2 separate regions of the Zea mays genome follow, and region 2 is linked to region 1. The links are chromatin contacts, called in public Hi-C maps. All regions are on one chromosome and are shown on one strand. The core of a region is the stretch at or near the end of the contact, and the rest is flanking DNA. Distances in the headings are between cores, read along the strand shown.

Region 1 (4,947 bases), core at 1,096-3,595:
TCTTCTCTTTTATCAATATAATCGACAGCTCTCCTGCTCGGTTAGTTTCAAAAAAAAGCTTTGTGTGCTACTTATTTACGTGTGTGCAGAGCCTAGCTAATTTATATACTCGTGACTTTTGCTAGGTGCTACACGTATGTGGATTTATATGCAATCTGTGAAGGTAGTCGATGCATATACGGATGAGGCAGCAAGTAGTACTGGGCCTCCGAGTGAGCCATGGGCCTATAAGGCCAGAGATTCCCCTGGCGATGGAAGGAAAAAAGCTACGGTTATAGGATGGACTTGCAGCAGTTGGGTTCGGCACAGAGGACAGCAGAGGACGAGGGCTGATTCCCAGTCCCAGAGCAGCATCTGGTTGGCGCCGCGGCACGCGCGATTGGCTCTTGTCATTGTCCACACAACCCATTTTCAATTTCGCAAGATCGATGTATAGAATTATGTATAAAAGAGATGTTTTTTTCTTCTTTTTTTCATTCAAAAGCTGTCTCCAACCGGCCATGCAAAGTAATATTTTACAACTATCTGTTCGAAGAGTTTAAGTTTAAAATAAAAAATGAGATAAGGATCATAATGCCGGTTAATCAAGGCAACTCACCTTGCCTTGCCTCGTCTCTGAAATTAACCACATCCGCAAAGCAGCTGGCTGGCTCTGTGCCCAATCTGCACGACGATCTCCTGCATTTATACCATATATCCACGCATGGTACGTACGGACGGTGTATGCTACCAGCAGTCTCTTGAAGAGGGCTTCTGGGTGGTAATGACCGGTAAATCTTAGACTATAAGCTGTCTCCATATTTATCCTCTATATTTATCCTCTATATCTGTCCTTTACAGTCTCCTCTAAAAGATTTCATCCTCTATATCTCATTTCTCTCCAACAACGTCCTCTAAATCACGTCCTCTATACTCAAATACTCATATTAAAGACATTTTTTAATTTTATTTTTTGTACATACGTATTTATCATACTCTCAAATGTATTGTACATATTTTAGTTTTGCTAAACCGGTTATTTAAAGTAGTCAAATGGATAGAGGACCGTTTAGAGAAACTCTTATAGATCAAGCATGCATACATAAGAGGGCTTCTGGGTGGTAATGACCGGTTGATCGTAGATACTACTCGTTCCATCCTAAATAAGTTTGGACATAACCTATGTCCAATAAATATATAGCAAATTAAGACTACGTATCTAATAGATCAAGCATGCATACATAAATTTAGAATAGATTGGAGGGAGTAATAATTGGCTGTTTCGATATAAGGCAGTGTTTGGTTGAAGAGCCAAGTAGAACGGAGCCGTTCTGTCCCAGTTTTATTGTTGTTTGGTTACAAAGTAAATAGAACGGAATGGCTCCAATTAGGGAATATTCTCCTCAGATCCGGAATCATTCCGCTCCAAAAAATCAACCGGATGGAGCCGCTCCGTTCCTATCCCGCTCTCACAGTCACGCTCTGTTCCGTTCACTCTACAACCAAACAAAAAACAGATTCGTTCTGTTCCAGATTACCAAACACAGAACAGAGCGGCTCCGTTCCTAGAATTATGGATGGAATGACGTTCTACTTGGCTCCTCAACCAAACACTACCTAAACGAGCCGGGTCTAGCTATTTAATTTGTTTGCTGGATATTTGAACTAGTTAGATACATACATGCATGCATCCCACCAGTGACCAAAAACAACAGTATCGTCCCACCTAGTGCTGAATGAATCTGCGTGCGTACCAGATAGCTTGTGTGCTATCTACATCTTCTTCTTCTTCTTTTTCTCCTTTCGTGTCTGCACGATCGATGCATGCATGGCAGACAGCTGGTTGGTGGAGATACATGTGTGTTGATGAGTCATGCTTATTAGCCTGGCGAAGCAATACTAGAGCAAAAGACATAAACCGACGATGTGCTTTAGTTAACGTAATGCTTAGTAGCGTGTGGCGAGAGAAGGAAACGACGCACAAACTAAAGGCACTTTCTACACAAAATACGACGTGGCGAGATAACGCGGCGCGTCCTCGCCAGCAAAGCCTAGATAGATAGATAGATAGATAGATAGATAGATAGATAGATAGATAGATAGATAGATAGATAGATAGATAGATAGATAGACGCTGCAGCTGCAAAAAAAAAAGTCACTTTGAGAAATAAACCGACCGAGCAAGTCACGTGGCAAGGAAGCCTCCGTGCATATTTTGTAGGTTTGTGTCACCCAACGGGGGCAGTACTGTGGCGTGTGCAAACCTATCTGAAGCAAAAAAAAAAAAGTCACCCCATGGTACAAAACAAACATGGTACCGCAAAATCGTTGTTATCTTTTTCGTCCTCTTAAAACTAGCTTAGTAAGGCGAATATTTGGCCTGGCATCCCTGTGCTTGCATCCAAACGTACCCTTGATGCCTGGCACTCTCTGGCAGGCAAGTGCGCATGCCTACGAGCGCACAAAGAGCCCTAGAAAACTGAAGTCTTGCGGAGTAGTACATCGCAGTAATACATTCGGCTTGTTCGCTGCGGCTTGCTGCGGCTGCAATCCGGCTGCGGCTGCGGCTTCTACAGTATTTTTCTCTCTATGGATTGCAGCTGCAGCAATCCAAACAGCTGCAACAGTGTCGGCTTGTAGCCAGCCGAACACGCCCATTGACTCACAGAATCCGCAGGCCCTCCGTGCAGTAATTTCTTACAGCTACCTATACGTACACGGCGGTGCAGGGTGCTCCCAGAAGAATACAGTGTGCTACGGCACTCTACTTCCCAAGAGAGAGTGAGAGGGCGGCAAGGGAGGGACGTGGAGAGAGAGGAAGAGATGCCGAACGAAATCATTTCATTTTCCGTGCGGATCTTGCGGGCCTCCGTGGCTGGCGGCGCCTACCACCAGACACCCGCTAGGCCGCTACATAAGGCGAGCCCCCCATCCCCACTTGCTGCCCCCTCAATCCCTCATAGTCAGTCATAGAGCGAGAGGAAGAGGCGCGCGTGGGTGCAGTGCAGACGTGCGGGGCAGAGCACAACAGCAGCGGATCCGGGGAGGGAGGGAAGCCATGGGCGAGGTGAGTTCGGCCGTTGTTCCCGTCTGGGGCGGGAGCCGAGGACGGACGGCGCTTCCCATCTCCTCCCGCCGGGCGTCCGGTCGGGTCGGCCGTCTCGTCTCATCCTGACGCTAGCTTCGTACTGCCGTTGCCTGCTTGCAGGAGGCGGCCAAGAAGGAGGAGGTGGAGAAGCCCAAGGAGGCCGCGGCGGCAGAGGAGAAGAAGAAGGACGACAAGCCCAAGGAAGTAGGCGGCGGCGGCGGCGGCGAGAAGCCCAAGGACGGGGAGGAGGAGGAGAAGAAGAAGGAGGACGCGCCCCCGCCTCCGCCACCGGAGGAGGTCGAGATGCGGGTCTACATGCACTGCGAGGGGTGCGCCCGCAAGGTCAAGAAGATCCTCAGGCGCTTCGACGGTAATGCTGATGCTGTCCTGTCCTCTGCTGCCCCTACCCCTCTGCTGTCCTACTACTATCTCTACGTGTCCATCGGTTTTCTTCTTTGTTGTTGTAGTATTAAACACGCGTGATTGCACGATGTGATTGAGATTTCAGAATATTCTGTCTCTCTCTCACTCTCACTCTCACTCTTTTTAAAAAAAAAATCAATCCAGATTAGGGACACTTGCTTCAAAGGTTATATTCTTGGAAGAATTAGTGTGATTCATGGCAGCTTCTCAGAGCGCCCAAGAGAATGGCACGCATCTGAACTGAAATGGAAACTGTGCTGTGCTGTGCTGTCACCACCACTGCAGGAGTGGAGGATGTGATCGCCGACTCCAAGGCGCACAAGGTGCTGGTGAAGGGGAAGAAGGCGGCCGCCGACCCCATGAAGGTGGTGGAGCGCGTGCAGAAGAAGACCGGCCGCAAGGTCGAGCTGCTGTCGCCGATGCCGCCCCCGCCGGAGGTGGAGGAGAAGAAGGAAGATGAGGCGGAGAAGAAGAAGGACGATGAGAAGAAGGCAGAGCCCGAGCCGCCGAAGCCGGAGGAGAAGAAGGAGGTGAGATCGAAAATCACAGCCTGGTGGTCTGCATTTGGCCCCCCGAAACTGCATCGGTTCCATGCTCCATGGAACAGAGGCTGATGTGAGGATTTTTCGTTTTTTTTTCTCTTTTTTCTTGTTGAAGCCGCCGGTGATCGCTGTGGTGCTGAAGGTGCACATGCACTGCGAGGCGTGCGCCGAGGGGATCAAGAAGAGGATCCTCAAGATGAAAGGTGGGTGCTCTGCTCTCCAACATAACTCCTCCACCCACCTGCTTGACCAAGAATTAACTAGTAGTCCCTGCTCTGAACCACAAATGTACGTATGTATGTATGGGTATGGCTGTGCATGCAGGCGTGCAGTCCGTAGAACCGGACCTCAAGGCGTCGGAGGTGACGGTGAAGGGCGTGTTCGAGGAGTCCAAGCTGGCGGAGTACGTGTACAAGCGCACGGGCAAGCACGCGGCCGTCGTCAAGTCCGAGCCGGCCCCGGCGCCGGAGGGCGGCGGCGGCGACAAGGCGGCCAAGGAGGAGGAGGAGAATAAGAAGGATGCAGGCGGTGCCGGAGGCGAGGAGAAGAAGGACGGCAAGGAGGAGGAAGAGAAGAAGGATGGCGGCGAGAAGAACGAGGAGAAGAAGGACGGCGGCGACGGAGACGGCGACAAGAAGGACGAGGCCGGCGACAAGGACAAGGACCCGGCCGCCAGCCTGTACATGCACTACCCGCGGTTCCCGTTCGCTGGAGGGTACTACCAGCCGCCGGCCTACCCGCCACCTCCGGGGTACCCGTACGCCTACCAGCCGGCCTACCCGCCGCCGTTCTACGCGCCGCCGCACCACCTGCACCAGCAGCAGCCCATGGCGCCGCAGATCTTCAGCGACGAGAACCCCAACGCCTGCTCCGTCATGTAGTTGTCACTCAAATGTCATGTAAAAAAAAAGAACC
Region 2 (4,947 bases), core at 1,717-4,216, 110 kb after region 1:
GAGCCATTCCGGCCACGGGGAGGGGGCTTTAGGCGCGCTAAGGCCTTGGCTAGCTTCAGCAGAGGCAGGGGTGACACAGGGACCTACTCCGGTGAACTAGACCGGGCTAAATCGGCTGGCCACCGCACGAGCACGGCAGATCGCCGCGGCCGAGCACTAGCGAAGGCGAAATTGACCGAACAAAGGGCGCAATAGGGGAAATTGGGCACGGGGACAGGTGTCTCACCTCGAGGCGGAGCTCGGGGAGGCTTGGAGCGGTCTCCGGTGAGCTGGATGGCCGAGAACGCAGGCGCGAGGCATTGGTGGGGCTCTAAGAAGGGAGCTGGATGGCGAGGGTGAAGCCGTGCGAAATGAGGCGAGGGGTGTGCGCGAGGCACTAGTGGAGCTCTAAGAAGGGAGCTGGGCGCGTGGGCGGGCGTCGTGGCCGAGAAATCCGGCGACGTGCGCGAGTGCGCACGCGCAGGTCGATGGCGAGCGCGGAGGGGGCGGAACTGACAGGTAGGATCCACGACGCAGAGAGAGGAGAAAGGGGCGTGCGGGGCAACGGCTCGGCGACTGGCGAACCGGGCCCGCGAGATAGAGAGAGGGAGCACGCGGGGAAGAAAACTGGCGCCGACAGGCTGGCCCCACTAAGAAGCGAGCGAGGGAGGGAGGGCGCGCGCGAGGGAGAACTACCGCTGACAGGCGGGGGCGCGCGGTCTGGCTGAGCTTAGTGGGCCAACTTGGCTGCTTTCTCTTTTTCTTTTTCTCTGGATTTTCTAATTCCTTTTCTATTTCTTTTTCTATAGGGTTTTTCAAATCCAAATTCAAACTAGGTTTCAAATTCAAATAAATTCAAAATTGTGCAACACTTCAAAGAATATTTTAAGCTCCGCATGATGCAACATTTCATGACTCATAATGTTTTGACAAAAATAAATAATTAATCTACACTAGTTTAAGCTATTTCTAATAAAAAGGAAAAAGGTAGAAAGAATCTAGAGAGAGAAAGCCTAGAGTGAGAAAAGGAAGAGTAACACATGATTTTGGGTGATAATTAGAAAGAAATTTTACACCCCAAAATCAGGGTGTTACACTATCTCTTCATTTACCTCTAGATTTACACCTCCGTATCTTCCTAAGCTATCAGCGTACATAGATAGTGACATTGTCATATGCTATGCGGACGATTTCAACATCATGAATTAGTGGCATGAGCATAAACTAATATATCCAATTCTATTTATGTTGGCTAAAGATATTATGTCAGTTCTGGTTTAAACTATTTACTTAGAATCTTTCTTTAGTCTCACTAAAAGAGTTATTGAGAAGCGACCTACATGAGGCGGGAAGCGCGACCTACATGAGATGGAAGGTGCCCATGAGGTTGATGTTCACCATCAACTTGATCTCATCCTTGTCCTGCCTCTCGAGCTCATGTAGCATGAACACACCATGGTTGGAGACCAGAACATTGACAAGGTTGGCCACACACGCCATGACGTTTGTGTCGTGCACGTCGGTGGCATGGACGCCGACGTTGTCCCTACCCAAGTTGCGCTGGATGGCGGAGCGCAACTCCTTGAGACGAGTGTGGTTGTGGGCCAGGATGGAAATCCGCGCGCCCCTCCCGCGTCGCGATCGTGGCCATGGCAAGCCTGAAGCTGCTAGACCCGCCTATGACGAAGACGGGGTGGCCTTTGAGCGGGATCAGCGTGGCCTAGGGTCACGTGAGAAATGCGAGCACAATGAGTAGATTGTCGGTAGGGGTGGAAACAAGTCGAGCCAAGCTCGACTCGTTGTGGCTCGGTCAAGTACGAGCTCGGCTCGCTTCTCTAGTGAGCCAAAAAAGTAGACTTGGTTTGGCTCGCTAATTGCTCGCCGAGCCAACAAGCCTAGCCATAGACATGAACTCGCCCTCTAAATTATAATATAAAATCTTTAAAATAATTTAAGTAACATATTTTAAATTAGTAAAATAGATATATTATTAATATAATGTAGAAATATATTAATTTTGTACAATAATCTTAAATAATATAATTTAATCGTTTATTTGGTACTAAGACTATATGCTAATTAGGATTTTTAATAAATTGTTGTTAGGTCGAGCCACAAGCCAACTCGTGAGCGGTAGCGAGCAAAAGTTGGCTCGCTCTTTTCTCGAGCCACAAAAATAGGCACGAGGCGAGCTGCTTCGAGCCGAGCCAAGATGTTGCGAGCCAACAAGCTCGAACGTTTTTTCTAGGCCTAGTTATTAGTGATGGACATCACTAGTAGGAGGAGCAAGGAATGAGGGATGATCTAAGTAATATTGACCATTGAATTTGAGTAAGAGAGAAGGTTATCCAGCGGTGTTAAGTTTGAGTGCAATTTGTTTGGTGGATTTAGTAGAGGTTATGGTTTGGGGGTAATTTAAACTAATGGATTATATAGTGGTATGGATTTAGATGATGAGTTCATACTTATGACCAGATCAGTTGTGTCGCACGAGCTGACTTTGAATCGAGTTAACTTCCTAACCCCCTTTGACAGGACTCCAACTCCTCTGAAAACGGCTCCGACTCTACCTCTTTTGGCTCCTTGGCTTCTCTAGAGGAGTCATACCCATTTCACAATTCGTTTGGCAAAACAAATTCTCCTGTATATTTTTTGAATGGTGTATATGGAAAATGTAAGAGGAGCAAGTAGAAGCCATGTTTTTGGTGTTCTGGCTTCTAACAAAAAAAAACAGCTCTAGCTTTTAAAGGGCTCTCGACGAGAAGCCATTTTTTAATTGTTTGGTAGTGCTTCACGATAAACCATAGTTGGTACCATCTAAAGAGCCATGACAAAATGCCCTTAGGCTCACAAGAGGAGCCCAGCCGGCTGGGCTCGTTTTTACTCCTACGTGGGGCGAAGATGCCAAATCCCCATCACTTGAGGCTTGGAGTGGGCTCAAAGACTACCAGATCTCCATGACTAGTAGCAATAGTGGGTTCAAATTCAAGTTCGATGGTAGGCTCAGGTGTGGGCTCGGAATCTCACAATGAGCCGTGGCGGTGGGCTGGGATACGAGCTCGGTGGTAGGCTAAGATCGAGCGCCGAACTAGCGTTTTGTTGTTTTTTTGTTCTTATTAATAGACCAGTAGAGTGTCCGTATGTTGTGACGACATATAGTCATGTTTGACGAATAACCCTAACAGTCCATTATCATGTCATGGTTCCTATACACAATATTCACATGGAACTAAATAGAATTACAAGCATGAATATAGAAAGTAACATAGGAGCAATTCAGATATCCTTAGTTACTATAACACATTTTTCTGCAAGCTAGTCGGGCTAAATTTATTTTGTTTGTATTGTAACTTAGCAACAAATATATAATTTAGTACATGGACACAATTAGGAACTTACCCTATATAGTCTGAGTATCTAATACAAATATGTCAAGTACAGGAGCAGTTGCAACAAAGCCAGAGCAGCATAAGGTACTTAAGCTGTAACAAGATAGGTCTTGAAAACATTTCAAAGCACTAAAATTCTTAAGCAGAGGTGCCAGCGGAAGCCTTGGCAGAGGTAGAAAACTTGGATCTCCTTTTGGCCAAGCTCTCGTTATGGCTGTCTCCCTTCCCCTTCAGCCTCTAGACAAGAAGCTTTTGGTACTCGACAGCCTCAGACTTCTTGGCGATATTCTTCTTGTCAATGATTCTAGCGCGCTTCCTCTGAAGGGTCAAGGGTCACAAGCCACTGGATCTTAGGTGCCTTGCTCACCTTCTTGCCTTCAAATCAAACAGGTTAGCTTGGAAAACTTTAGAAATCAACAGCTCATTGTCATGAATCCTATCCAAGACATAACAAGCTCAGAGCACTAATAGAGGAATAAATAACCAAGACATTTATCCAACACATAACTGATTCTAAGATACATGAGGATCTCCATATTAAGTGCGCATAACAGCTAAACAATCTATTTTGTTACATGGGTCTAATGGTTTAAATATTGTATGTCTTCATATTCCGTCTCTATCTATAAAATGCAAACAAGAAAAAAGTGTGAACCACATACTGCTCATGTATTTTTCAGTTATAAGATATGTAGATCAAACTTTTTTACAAGAAACTGCATATTGCAGATAATATGAATTTAGGGCTGACTCCCATAATCTTCATATAATATAATTTATGGCCAACAAACCTCTATCTGACATGAACAACCTTGTAACATATTACGTGAAAATATCTCTAAGAAACATCAGAGATATAAATTGTCAAGTAAATATTGAATAAAAGCATTTGTTGAGATTAGTGGCATGCCGCTTGGATTCAAGGCTAAACACAGTCACACATTAATCCTTGAAGCAGAAAGGGTCGAAGGTCCAAGAATCATTACATAAGTTATTTACCTACCAGACTCATAATTTATATTCCAAAAGAGACCTATCAAGCTCGTAAATATTGTGTTCAAATAATAGCATGTAGGCAAAGATAACTGTAAATTATTGCCTCCTACAAATCTCAGTACCGTTGCAATAACACCAAATAGATTTTTCTTGTTCTTAGCAGGATCACCTATAAATGTGATACTAGCTAGCTCTATTGTGCATGTAAAAACCGGTAGGTGGCTAAGGTCAGATCGCTCTGTTGTATACAATGGCAATGGCGTCCAACTCTTTGAGCTACTTCATATAGAAGATTCCTATAAACCCATGTTTCGTCCTGTGTAAAAATAGCTATAAATCAAAGAATAGAAGCAGAGGATGGAACATTCTATGAAGATTAAAATAAGTGATAAGTATGTGTCACACCCGGTTTTAAGGGCAAAACCGAATGCATAGCATATGTGTGCCAGGATCTATTTCCACACATATGTTGACGTCACAAGTGTAATATATCAAAGGAACAATGCATAAAAGCGTAAATAAAGAGTATATTAACATATTATACTTCGAACTGTCATTATGTCTTAACCTTTATCCATCAAAG

Evidence for each region. Hi-C and Micro-C count contacts between places; a contact is called where the count stands out from the background.
Region 2: a contact with region 1 is called in a Hi-C map of leaf, with 5 times the contacts expected there. The contact joins the enhancer-like site here to the promoter of LOC103641584 in region 1. A contact is called at or near these places in 4 of 25 Hi-C or Micro-C datasets (ear, leaf and tassel) and 1 of 3 datasets of contacts at active chromatin or transcription factors (leaf).

What each region holds. Positions count from the first base shown.
Region 1 is chr10:112,275,237-112,280,183 of Zm-B73-REFERENCE-NAM-5.0, forward strand. It overlaps LOC103641584 (farnesylated protein 3), which reads left to right and starts at 2,346. Exons shown (of 5, transcript XM_008664923.4): 1 at 2,346-3,046; 2 at 3,188-3,437; 3 at 3,776-4,020; 4 at 4,148-4,235; 5 at 4,357-4,947. The coding sequence starts at 3,038. The coding sequence ends at 4,913.
Region 2 is chr10:112,380,140-112,385,086 of Zm-B73-REFERENCE-NAM-5.0, forward strand. No RefSeq gene overlaps it. Among protein-coding and RNA genes, the nearest start is that of TRNAG-UCC, 6.7 kb to the left of the region's middle. Within about 2 kb of position 2,967, at least 14 of the 20 cell types and tissues checked have an H3K27ac peak or open chromatin away from gene starts, as enhancers often do. A contact at or near this core is called in ear, leaf and tassel, where this site is marked.